Linked DNA regions of Mus musculus: regions 1 and 2 are each linked to region 3. Evidence: chromatin contacts called from public HiCAR-type and HiChIP or PLAC-seq data. All regions are on one chromosome and are shown on one strand. Each heading gives the region's core, a stretch centred on a gene start, on an enhancer-like site or on the middle of the called end of the contact. The rest is flanking DNA. Distances are from core to core; before and after follow the strand shown.

Region 1 (4,416 bases), core at 211-2,710, 760 kb after region 3:
GCATCCCTCTTGAGGCAGAGGCATAATGCCCTGGGGGAAAGATGGAGAAAAGACAGAACCTGGGGAGAGTGGCGGAGAAAGGCGTGAGGGCATCAGGTACTAGAGCCCAATCAGACTTCTGCCCATCAAGAAAGGTCAGGTTTGGGGCCTGGAGAGGGCTCATCTCTAAAGAGAGCTTCCTGCTCTTCCAGAGGACCAGAGCTCCGTTCCCAGCACCCGCTTTAAGCAGTTCACACCTACCCTAAGAGCAGACCTGCTTGGTTTAGCTTTCGTGAAGATGTTCAGATAGCATTTCTAGAATCCTCTCACCCGGGTGCCTCTTCTAGTACCCGCATACACATGACATAATTAAATATTTTTTTAAAATTAAGCTGTTGGTAGGGATAATAATAGTGGATCTTTATGGTCAGCCACCTTGACCAGATTTGGAACCCTCCAGAGGAGAGACCTCTGGCTATATCTGTAAGGGAGTTTACAGGGGGGTTCGACTGAAGAAAGAGGATCCACCCTGAGTCTGGGGAGCACCATCCCCAGGACTGAGGTCCTGGATTGAATACAAGCAGGGGGAAAAACAAACAAACAAAAGGAAGACAGCAGTCAGAGCGCCAGCCTCAGAGGACACAATGTGACCAGGTGACTCTTCCTTATGACGGACAACATCCCCACAAGTATACCCGTCCTTGCTTTACTTACTTCTTGTTAAGTATTTAACCACAGCAATGAAAAGGGCAACCAACCTAGGAGCTCAGCAGTGCGGTTCAGAAGATCACTGGTAGCTTGGAGAAGGATGTGAGGAAGGAACCCCACAGAAGAGGGCCACTCTGGACAGGACACACTGGAGTAGGGTCACCAATCCCTATGCTGTCTTGACTTTAAAACTGGAAGTTCAGGGGGCTGGAGAGATGGCTCAGCGGATAAAAGCACCGACTGCTCTTCCAAAGGTCCTGAGTTCAAATCCCAGCAGCCACATGGTGGCTCACAACCATCCGTAACAAAATCTGATGCCCTCTTCTGGAGTGTCTGAAGACAGCTACAGTGTACTTACATATAATAATAATAATAATAATAATAATAATAATAATAATTTTTTTAAAACTGGAAGTTTCTGGTTCTACCTAGGAATTCCCATGCCTCTGGGGAAACCCAGAGTACATGTTGGCCCTCCCCTGGATAGGGGTAGAGACAGAGGGAGATGGAGAATCTCCAGGTGTGGGGATTTATGAGGCAGGTCCTGTCAGTGTAGGCGTCCACAGCCTTTCCCCTGCCACCTAAGTAGGTTTTGTCATGGGGGCTCAGGAGCCAGCTGACCCCAGCTGGAGCCCTCCCTACTTCCCTGTCCAGCCAGCCCCAGGACTCCTCCTTCCCATGACCCTCCTGCCCCACTCCTATCCTCTGTGCCAGGGAGAGCCAGGCCCAGGCGGCCTGGAATCCCAACTCCCCCACCCTGCTGGGAGCAGGAGGGAAATGAGTCACGCAAAGCTGCCTGCTCACATCACATTCGGAGGACTGCTGCATAGACAGTGCTCACTTGCCTGCTGACAGACACACAGACAATTCCCACAGAAGCATACACCGATTATGACACAAGCAAGGACTCAGAGCACCCTTAGAGCAACCATATATATGCAAATGGCTGGGACAAGAAGTCTCACCTGCACAGATATTCAGATACCAAGAGGGCAAAGATGCAGAGACCGGTGTCTTAACCAACTCTCATCCCACGGTGCCATCTCATCCCTCCATGTCCTTCCTGAACTTGCCCCCCAGTCTGTATCATTTGCTCAGAGGGAACTTGAAACTGCCTCACGGTTTGAGAGCAATGCCTGAATTCAGGGTTGGTGGAGATCCCAGTGTCTATACTGCAGATTCCAGACTGCACTAAATTAAACATCCTTTGAAGATCTGTCCCCAGCTGTCCCCTCCCTCCTGACATGAGGCAGCTCTAGAAAGCAGATGTAGGAGTAGGAAGTGACCGGGGTGAGGTGTCCCCTGGAAGAGAGAGACATGTGTGTCCATGCCGGTCGTGCTTCTGAGCATGTGTGTCTACATCATTCCTCTCTTGGGAACAAGGATGGCGAGGGACTCATTCCCCATCACAAACAGGAAAGAATCCCAGTGGGCTAGAATTCAGGATGCCCAGAGGACTGAGGTCCAAATTACATCCTGAGCCTTGCCAGGGCCCATCAGGTGAGCCATACAGGGAATACACGGCAGCTTGACACATGTCTAGACTGAAGGAATGCTAGAGATAACCCTCTGGGCATCCTCCAGAAAGCCAAACCAGGCAGGTGTGCCCTGCAAGGGATGCATGAGGCTCATTCCCCATCTCCAGTGGGGACCACACTCAGTTCTGTGGCAGGGACAAAAAGCAATATTTGTCAAGTAATTGCTATGTGCGGGGCCCCACATTAACACACAAACATACAAGTACTGATCCCACCTGCCAGATTAACCCAAGAAATGTCAGCTGTGCAGCCAACCCAAGAGTGGTTAACAAAGCTGCCAGCCAGCTGGAGCATTCCGGGACTTGACCGATGGGCCCCTTGCCCATCCGTGGTCCAGTCCTCCAAGGTGACCAGTACCTGCATATCCCAGGGGACAGTGGCACTCGTAGTGATCTGCCAGATTTTGGCAGGTGCCCCCATGCTGGCAAGGCCGGGACGCACACTCATCGATGTCCAGTTCACAGTGGGGTCCCTGGAATCCAGGCACACAGTAGCAACGGAAGCTGTTAGGATCTGGGCCCTGGGGCACACACAGTGCCCCGTGGTGGCATGGCTGAGTAGCACAGCCTCCAAGCTCTGAGGGCTCACAGGTATAGCCACCACTTTCTGTAGCCTGGCACTTGGTCCCTGGAGCACATGGGTCTGAGGCACAGACACTTGGAGTCTCTGGAGGAACCAGCCCTGTAAAACAGAAAGCAACTTGGCAATATGGGCAGGGTCTGCAGGATACACTCTTCCCCTACTGATAGCCACAAGTCTAACACAGGTCTGTCCATGTTCAAGAACCTGTGTGCACACCAAGGGCATCTGCAAGCTGATTACTAATGAAGATATCTACACCTGAAACGGAGATGTTTTTTTTTTTAAGATTTTTTAAATTATTATTATACATAAGTACACTGTAGCTGACTTCAGACACACCAGAAGAGGGCATCAGATCTCAAGATCTCATTACGGGTGGTTGGTTGTGAGCCACCACGTGGTTGCTGGGATTCAAACTCAGAACCTTTGGAAGAGCAGTCAGTGCTCTTACCCGCTGAGCCATCTTGCCAGCCCGAGGAGGATTTATTTACTTATTTTTGTGCTTATTTTTGAGGACTATCTTATAGTCCAAGCTGATCTTGGATCAAGATATACTTGTTATATATCCAAGGATGACCTTAAACTTGTGATCCTCCTGCTTCAGCTCCCAAGTGTCAGGATTATAGGCATACCCTACCAATCCAAGCCTATGGAGTACTGGAGAATCAAGCCCAGGGTTTCCTTGGTGAAAGGCAACCATTTTCTGGACTGGGCTACAACCTGAGCCCTTGAGGACATTTTTGTTGTTGTTGTTGTTGTTGTTGTTGTTGTATCTATAGAGCAGAGATAGTGGACTGAGTGAGTGGTTCCCCTGTGACAGTATTTCCTAACAAATACTGCCCAAGCTCTCTGGTAACCCTCCTGCAGTACCCTTAGGAGGCTTGGACTGTCCTATATTCTCTTTACAGACAAGCAATAGAGGCTCAAGGAAGTAAAGACGTGCTGACATCACAGGATAAATTAACAAGGAATAGCCGGCAATGCCAGGTTGTTCCCGCTGCTCGCCAGGCCTTTCCATTCTACAGGCCTGTGTCCCCTCAGCAGCCTGAAGTGGGGTGGAGGATCTAAGGAGGGGGTAGCTTCCATCCCCCTCAACCCCCCGCTGGGGGTCTGGTAACTCCATCCCTCACTGAAACCTGAGACTCTGATCTCAGCCCCGGGAAAAGAATGGGCGACTTCAAAGGCAGGACCTGGCTCAGCCTCTCTCACTCCTAAACCCATCCTGGTCCCTCCTTCTTGCCAGCTTGCCTGAGGACTTCCAGAGGATCCCTACACTCACACCATCCCCCACAAGCAAATACCTGAAGCAAAGCAGGTATAGTGACTTGAACCTACATACCTGACCAGGGTCTACACACTTGGAGCACCCGGGGTTGACTAGAAGACAAATCCAGTGAGTCTTGTTCCTTCCTGCCATCCCAGTTTGAAAACCTTGTCACTATTAGGCCTGAGTCCAAACCCAGCTCAGAGACCTTGGGTGGGAGGCCTCTACCAAACACCCTCTTCCTTTTGGTAAAAGAAGGATTGAAAGCCTCAGGTGCCAGACACAAATGTGAGGGAGAGGAGCCCTTCTACCCACCACCTGGAGTCCCAGGACCTACCCTCCCCC
Region 2 (4,230 bases), core at 873-3,372, 780 kb after region 3:
ATTATTCACATTGTAAGGCCTGCAAACCACAGGCTGGGCCTCATTACCCAAGAAGGGTTGCCTGCCCACAACATACCACTCCCTCTCCTGGGCAGCATGCCTGGTGGGCTGGCCAGAGAGGCTGGAGTTGGTGGGTGCCAGGGCCCTGTGCCTGTACCCTGTTCCTGCTCTGGGAACTAGGGGGTGGGGGTTGTTCCTCCCCTCAGGCCTGTGCTTTCTAATAAGCTCACTGCCCGCAGTTAAGAGTGCACAGGACTCGGGACTCAGCCAGTTGGGCTTCCATCTGGGTCAGCCTGCAGCTGTGTGAAGCCAGGCATGTAGCCTGCCCTCTTGGGGCTTCTTAGGAAGGTTGAATGGCCAGCCTACTCTGGGCTTTTCTTTTTGGGCTTATGATGTCTGGCCAAAACCCTTGTTAGACACTAGGGACTGGAGTTCTGTCCTATCAGGATGCCCAGTGTCCCAGGTGTGAGGCAGAACCCTAAGAGGGATGGAACGAACACAGTGGCACAGAACCCATGTCTAGGAAAGAGCTGCTGGAAATGCTGACCAGCAAGGCCCAGTGAGGTTGGGACTTTGCTAGGGACAGCTGGTGGCCAGTGCATAACCAATACTGAGCAAGAACGGCCAGCCTCCCTCACTTGCAAGGCACAGCTCCCAGGACCCTTGTAAGGTAGACCAATATTTTCTGCCTTCTTTGCCCCTTCCTTTCAGGCCCTCTTCTGAGGGCACAGGCCACAAGACCTACATTGAAAACATGCCTCCTCTTGACTCAAAATAGACCCTAATCCTGATCACTAATCCTGGTTCAAAGTGGAGCCCAATTCTCCTCCCAGGTGGACTGAGCCTCGATCCTGTTCAGATAGAGCCCAGACCTCCCGTGGGATGCTGAGGCCACTGGTGCCAGGGGATGCAGAGGTGGTAACCTGGGGAAAGAGGATGCAGAGTCTGGCTGAGTCAGAGCTGCAGCAGACAAACCAACAGCCAGTCAGGAAGTTAGTCTCAGGACCTCAAGGCACTCAGATGACTTTTCCAGAAATACCTCAGTGGGTTGCTTAGCTGGGAGAACCACGCAAATCAGAGCGGAGGAGGGTTAGGAGAAGCTTCATAGCTGCCACATTGTGTGCTAAGTACTGGTGTGAGACCCTGCAGTCCCTCAGGAGAGCCCCTGGGGCTCTGTCCCAACATCCTCAGGTGAGGAAATGACCAGGGACAGATAATTCACCTTTCTGCTTCAGCACTAGCCAATCAGCTCTCTTCCTGGGCTCCACCCACCCACCCATGGCCCTAAGGCCCAGGCTGTGGTGGGTCTCCACAGGCCATGCTCCGGAGCAGGTCCTGGGCAACAGGGGAGGTAAAGAGGAAGAGTGGCAGGTCATGGTAACCAAACCATCTAGTCTGTAGAAGTGGCCAGCCTCAGCCTCAGGCAAGTCACCATTTCTCCCAGGAATGCCTGGGCAAGATCACTTGGCTGTCGCCAAGCATGGCTACTTACTGTAAGCACTGAAACCGAGGCCTAGAAAGAGGATCCTACTTTTTTCCAGAACTCTAGCTATTTGCCTCCAACATCTGTCCATATCAGTGGAAGAACGAAGACCATCTCCCCCCTGATACTCCATCCATCCACCCATTAATCTGCATGACCACTTTTCCACCCAACTACCTGCCCACCATGGGCTTGCGATTGCAGAGGCAGAGTTGTGTTGGGACAACCAAGGGAGCCAATCGTTAAACAAACATGCCCACAAAACTGAATGCAGTGTATGCTAAGTGCCTGGAGAGGCTGCCGGATGTCTTCAGCATAACAAAGACTGTCTCCCCTGGGGGTGCTCTCCGGGCCCCAAGGCACTGTGAGCAGAAACACAGCAGAGACAGCCCATGGGCTTGGCCTCCAGATACAGCGGCTTCTTAAAAAAAAAAATTGGTAAGAGTCATCTAGGGAGCCAGCTGGCTTGCTGCAGCTGCATGCAGCTCATGTGACCTTTGCAAGGAGTTGGGGTCCACGGGTGTGTGGCTGGAGCAGGGGTTAAGTAGGAGGGGATCTTTGAAAGTCTGCCCCTGGAGAGTCCTCTTTGGGAGCCAGCCAGCCGGTGCCTGAAGCTTCCAGGAGAAATAAGGAATGCAGTTATTTCCGGAGGAGCGACAGCAGGAGCAGACGGCTGGAGGAGGGAACAGCAGGCAGACCAGGAAGGAAGAGTGGAAGAGAAAAAGGGGGAGACGCAGGGTGGGTGCATGGGGATTTCATGGCTTTGGGGGGGGGGCTGAGGGGGGATCAGTTCCCACCCTACACTGGTCACAACAATGAATTCCTGTGTCACTAGCCAACCATGTGCCTAGAAGGAGGGTTGGCTAGACACAGGGTCTCATCCAAGAAAGTCACTTTCGCTTGATCCCATTATACAGGCTGTAAAAGCGAGGCCAGACACTAATTCCATTGCCAGGGGAGGCAGCATTAAGTGAAGGATCAGAACATAAACTCGTGGTGCTTGGTTCCTCAGCCCACCCTGGGTCACTCCCTTGTCGGGTCTGTGAAGTGATCAGACATGGATAGAGGCAGGATCTGAGGTGGCTCCTTGAAGTTTTGCTTGTCCCAAGAGCTCATGGGCTCTGTCCCCACAGAAGAAGGAAGCACTGCAAACAAATCAGCACCAGGAGAGAAAAGCCCAGGTGCTGAGCATCCGTGCCAGGTTGGGGAACCTGAGATGTCTCGGGCGAGAGGCACACCTGTACCTCAGGCCGGGAACCAATGGGTGGAAGAGTGGGTGAGGGGTGAGGGCATGGAGAGTGGGGTGTGAGATCAGATGAGGTTGCCCTTCCCCCTCCCTTCCTTCCTCCCTCCCTCCCTCCCTCCCTCCCTCCTTCCGTCCCTCTATCTCTAGCTCCCAAGGAAAAGCCCCCTTGTCTTTCCCCTCAAGGAGATTTCCAGCTTCTTTGCCAGGCTGTTGCCTAGAAACAGTGCCCTAGCTGGCCAGCCACACCCACTGCAGTCAGTCAGGATCAGGGTTGTACCGTACAGCCAGCTTTGAGGGCCTGAGTCCAGGCAGGAAGGGGAACGGGACCCTGGGCTCAGATACCAGGGGCTGGCCCCGGAGGAAGTTAGAGTCTGGGAACGCAGGGCTGTATGAACAGGAAGGGTGGAGCATTGGTCAGGAGACACTGGGCCTGAAACTGCGGAGGGTTGGTGTGCACAGGGTTGACACCAAAGGACTCATTCTGAAGTCATGGCTCTGATATCTGAGAGAAGCTGAGTCCCCTCCTGCACTGGTTTCATTGGTGTAGATGTGGGGGACAATGCCCATGCCACTCAGGAACAGATGGGGACGAGTCAGACACACAAAGCTTGGTATTGAAGGAACAACTGTCCTCATACCGACCAAAAGCTCCACCAGGACCTTCCAGGAGAGGGTCGGTGACCAGTGACTGAGAGCTGACCTTGGAGTCTCTCAGGAAAGATGGTCCCTGACTGACTTCTCTGGGTGGAGAAAGAGAGGGGATTGGAAGGTAACTCCAGGCAGCTGGGTGAAGTTACATGAAATCTCTCCCTTAGTTGCGTGGTTGGAATTAGGGAATCTCATGGTTCAGAGAAAACAAGGGACCTACCCAGGGTCAAACAGCACAGACTCATAGAACTAAGTCCAACTGGCTTTCCCTCTGAAGGCTGACCGTTCACAAAAGAAAGTGGCTTCCCTGTGGGGAACAAAGAGAACCAACCGCAGTGGTGGGCCTGAAATCACATTAAAGGAGACTGAACTCTAGGCAGGGCTTTGGGAAGCCATGTCTGAGATGGGAGAGAAGTGACCCAGGCTGAGCTCTCAGGTCCCTGGGTAATGTCCTGGGCCATCTGTCGCCACCTCCTACACTTGCGAAGCTGGGGAGCTCGGCATCGATTCGCCCCACCCTCCACCCCCGCTGCTTCTCAGCCACTGCGAGGAACCATGTGCGACGGTGGAGAATGTAAAAATATATATGCAACCGAAAAACAACAACGGCTCACAGCACACAGCTATAAATACTCCGCGGTGCGGAAGCTCACTCTTCGAGCTGGCTGCCTGCTGCCTGGGGCCCGGCCTCTCTGACAGGTGTAGGGGCTCTCGGGAAGGAGCAGGAACAGATCCACCAGCGCTAGACCTGCAATGTACCGAGGGCTTTGAAAGTGTGACATCACGTTTCCCCCACACGTTCTCAACCAATCACTCCTGTTGTGCCAGTGGTACACATAAGAAAGCCTAAGTT
Region 3 (3,978 bases), core at 329-2,828:
ATGCGGCCAACACCCTCCACATCCCTCAGGGTGACATGTTCACCGTCCTCTGCCCTTAGGGGGACCTCTGGGAAAAAGATGGAGAACTGTCTTCAGGAGAAGGTTCCATCTTCATCTTAGAAGGCTCCAGAATGGGCCTACAGGCTGCCCTGTCCTGGGCATTCATGTTATCTGTTCTGCCTACCTGACTGACTGGACTCTGTCTCTGAATTCCCCTTCTCTCATTCTGCCTCCAGCCCTCAGGTGTTTGGGGCTGAGGACTGGGGGTGGGGTGGGGTGGGGTGGGGTGGACTGCGTGTGAATCTGCACTCTTTCACAAACTAACTGGGACCTTGGGCAAATCTCACTGAGCTGCCTGGCAGCTCTTTAGGAAGGCCATGCCCCTCCTGGATCAGACCTCCAAACAGCTATATGGACCTTACTTGGGGTGCCAGGACTATGACAGGGGGCCCAAGCCACCTCTGAAGTAACAGATAACAATGACAATTGTTGCATGGGCCCTTAATACGCCCTTCATCCTGTATACTTTAACGTGACCTCATGAGCTAGAGGCTGCAATTGGGCCACTGAGCAAATGAGGCACGAGGAGGTTGAAAGGCTCGCATGGACAAGCAGTGAGGCCAAGATTTAGACCTAAGGTGGCATCCTTTCCTGAGGCTATCACACTGTCATCTTTTTCAGTGGCACTCTGTAGACTGAGCCCTGTCTCCACGCAAGAGCCATGATGTAGGGCCAGTGCGCAAGTCTGGGGGCTGTGGAGCACCCTTAGGGCCAGTGGTCACAAGGGGTCTTTGGTCCAACACAGGCCACTGGGCAGAACCTGCAGAGGCACTGTGTTCCAGATCACACCCAGCTGCTGTCCACATTTATCTCTTCTAGCAATCCCCCCCCTCCACCCCCATCCCGGGCATCCAATCAGTGACACGCAGACCCACGCAGAACCCAGTAACACCTGCCATGCAGAGCTCCCCAGGGTGGAGAAGAAGACAGCCCAGCCTGACAAGCACCAAGGGGAATGTTGCAGATGGAAGGAGTCCAGCAGAGAATGGGGGAGGGCCCTTCTTAATGGGTCCGCGTCTTCAAGGCTTTGGGGAAACTCATAATAGGTAGGGGAACTGAGGCTCAAAGCCATATGCCCAGTAAGCCACAGATGAGAATTTGGGTCCAGACTTCAGTGTCCCTCCTTTCAGGGCTTTTGGTCCCCAGGGAGTCACGGCAGAGCAGGACTTAAGGAGAGCTGCATTCTGTAATACCCAACCTCCGCACACTGCACATTTCTACAAAAACCCGGCTTCCTCCAGAGTCAGATGCAGGTAAGGGCATCTGGAGGGAGACATGGAGTGCAGGGACAGAGCAGAGGTACAGGCTTTGAGTAATATGGGGAGTCTCCTGGCCCAGTCACCCTGGGGATTCCGGGATCCTCCAGCCCCTGCCAAGCTGCACAACAATGAGTCAGTGGCTGCCAAGCCCAAGCCAGGGGTCAAAAATCTGTGGAATGTGACCCAGAGCCACAGGCCTCGCCGAACCATCTCAGACTGCTTTTCCTCTGAATCCGAGCAAATGCTTGTGCTCTGAGGTGCTGTGCCGTGTGCACACACCATGTGACCTCTCACCTAGGCTCCTGGCTTTGGTGTAGAGAGCAACAAAGAGCTGTGACGTGTGCACCAGGCAGCCAGAGATGACCCTGGAACAATGTAGGGTTCAAGAGGGACATGCTAGAGAGCTTGATTGCTGAGCTAAAATGTTACCCCATTTTCCTACAACGAGAGCCTGTTTCCTAACATGGCAGCCGGGTGAACAAGCAGATGGACCTCTGAGAGTATCTTGGTGGGTCATACATTCAGTGGAAAGTGTCAGAAGTTCTGGCCACTGTGAGCATTATTTATGCAATGCTCACAGAGTAATGGAGGGTAAGTGCCTGCACTAATGGTATCCATGGGGGCTGAGGTTCAGTCAGGGACACACACTTGCCCAAAGTCATACTGCATATGTCTTCCTTCATGTGAACTGTGCCCACTCTGCCTGGCCTTGAACTAAGCTCTCTCTCACATGGCAGGAACCTAGGGAAACAGAGGAGGCTGGAGGCTGAACTAGGTTGGATTTGAAGTTCCAATTGGCCTTTTTCCCAGGACTGCCACCTGAGACTTGCCTCCCAACTTCTGGGGACTTAATCTTGGGGTAAGTTCTACCTTTATCTACCTTTATTGACCCTCACAAGGCTGGTGGGTCCTAGACACTGTCTCTGTGAGAGATGACTGTGCCCAGAGCAGATGTGTCTACCTAGATCCTAATGACAGAAACCTAGTTTGGGTGCCCACTACCCAAAGGGCAGCCTAGAGTTGGAGGCCCAAGGCCAAGCAAGGAGACATAGCAGGTCCCAGCTCCTGGCCACTTATGGGGTCAAGCTTATACAGCGTCATCATTAGCCAACATCCACAGGTCTTTACCCTCTCCTAAGATGAGGTGCCATTGCCCCACTGTGCAGATGAGAAACTGAGGCTCCAAAAAAGACCATGACTTGTCAAAGTAACCCTACAAAGTGACCAGGGTACCACCTGACCAGCTTCTCAAAGCAAGGAAGAAGGCCAGCTGGTGAGAGGCAAACTGGAGTGCATGACATATGGACCAGTTATTGGGGAACTTGATAGTAGCTTGGTTGGTACTAGGTATACTCCATGTGACTGCTAAAATCCACATGCAGAGGAGGAAATGAAAGTCAGGTTGGTTGAGTGACAGTCCAAAGTTACACTGACGGCAACAGAATCAACTGACACTTGAAACCAAGTCTTCCTACGTCCATCCGCACAGCCTTGGAAGAGCACACAAATGCACGCAAGGATTGACTGAACGAGTCCAACCCCAGGATGTAGCTATGGCAAAGTGCATTCTCCCAGCTGGTGCCCCTTCCCTTCTCCGGTTAAGCAGATGTTATTGGGTTTTCACTTGACAGGAAACAGTCAGAGCTCAGGCCAGAATTCTGAGAGCTGGTTAGGCTAGAAAAGACACAGATGGAGTCTGGTTTCCAGACTGGTCCTGTGTCCCTCTAACCCTTCAGAATCTCTTCCCTCCAGACCACACATACTCAGACTCTGTAGCTCCATGGTCAGTGGACACCTGGCTTCTCTGAAAGCATGTCACAATGAGGTCCGACACGGGCCTCTTTCTCACGCAGTGAGGGCCACCCTAAGGTGGGCTTGAGAGACATGGAGCCAGTTTCCTAGAGCACAGGGTTTCCCACTTTCTTCTCCTCTCCCCTCCCTTTCCCTTACCTATTCCCTCCTTGCATCCCTGCCCAATGTACTACCTTTATGTTCCTCCTGCAAGCCTAGGATTCTTCTGAGGTACTCTAGACCCAGCCACACCCTCACAGACACTGCTCAAACTAGCTTAAGGCCTGCCCTTTCTTTGTCCCCATCTCAGCCAGAACTAGGCTCCACCCAAGCTTCACCTTCCCTCACAGGCCTGAGTGGTCTTGTAGATTTTGTCTCCCTAAGTCTCCCTCCCTCAGGTCCCCTCCTAGACATAACCCTTCCCAGATCCTGTAGTCCCCAACATCCTTGGCCCTACCACTGATTTTTGTGTGTCTTCTGGTATGCAGATTGTGTACACATATCCAGAGACCAGAGGAGGCCTTCCTTCCAGTGTCTTCTACTCTGATTCGTTCCCTGAGACAAGGATGGTAGCCAGCAAGTCGGAGCCATCCTCCTGCCTCCTTCTCCCCAAAGCCCCAACTTGGGCTGTGGTTATAGGCCTAACTATACACGCAGAGCTTGGTGTCTGGGTGTTGGGATCTGAACTCACACAATATGTGTTCTTACCCGCTGAGCAGCTTCCTCACCCTGAAGGTATTTCTTAACAGTCTGCAAGGTTTCCCAGGCAAAGGCCGCAGGTCAGAGTGAGGTGTTCCCAAGCCATGCCCAGCTGGCACTAGCCTGCCCACTACAATCCCACCCTCCCAGACCCCTGCACCGCAGCTGC

Evidence for each region. HiCAR-type assays count read pairs that join an accessible place to other places. HiChIP or PLAC-seq counts read pairs in DNA pulled down with a chosen protein or histone mark.
Region 1: a contact with region 3 is called in an HNF4G HiChIP or PLAC-seq map of pancreatic cancer cells. The contact joins two enhancer-like sites. A contact is called at or near these places in 2 of 39 promoter capture datasets (hippocampal neurons and liver), 2 of 115 datasets of contacts at active chromatin or transcription factors (extraembryonic endoderm stem cells and pancreatic cancer cells) and 2 of 9 other capture datasets (adipose tissue and embryonic stem cells).
Region 2: a contact with region 3 is called in a HiCAR-type map of embryonic stem cells, with 3 times the contacts expected there. The contact joins two enhancer-like sites. A contact is called at or near these places in 1 of 115 datasets of contacts at active chromatin or transcription factors (embryonic stem cells) and 1 of 9 other capture datasets (embryonic stem cells).

What each region holds. Positions count from the first base shown.
Region 1 is chr2:37,781,690-37,786,105 of GRCm38.p6, reverse strand. It overlaps Crb2 (crumbs family member 2), which reads right to left. Exons shown (of 13, transcript NM_001163566.1): 2 at 2,583-2,906. Among named protein-coding and RNA genes, the nearest start is that of Crb2, 7.6 kb to the right of the region's middle. Within about 2 kb of position 1,460, at least 32 of the 459 cell types and tissues checked have an H3K27ac peak or open chromatin away from gene starts, as enhancers often do. A contact at or near this core is called in pancreatic cancer cells, where this site is marked.
Region 2 is chr2:37,765,038-37,769,267 of GRCm38.p6, reverse strand. No RefSeq gene overlaps it. Among named protein-coding and RNA genes, the nearest start is that of Crb2, 9.1 kb to the left of the region's middle. Within about 2 kb of position 2,122, at least 87 of the 459 cell types and tissues checked have an H3K27ac peak or open chromatin away from gene starts, as enhancers often do. A contact at or near this core is called in embryonic stem cells, where this site is marked.
Region 3 is chr2:38,543,956-38,547,933 of GRCm38.p6, reverse strand. The region is part of intron 1 of Nek6 (NIMA (never in mitosis gene a)-related expressed kinase 6); the gene reads right to left. Among named protein-coding and RNA genes, the nearest start is that of Gm35808, 13 kb to the right of the region's middle. Within about 2 kb of position 1,578, at least 160 of the 459 cell types and tissues checked have an H3K27ac peak or open chromatin away from gene starts, as enhancers often do. A contact at or near this core is called in embryonic stem cells and pancreatic cancer cells, where this site is marked.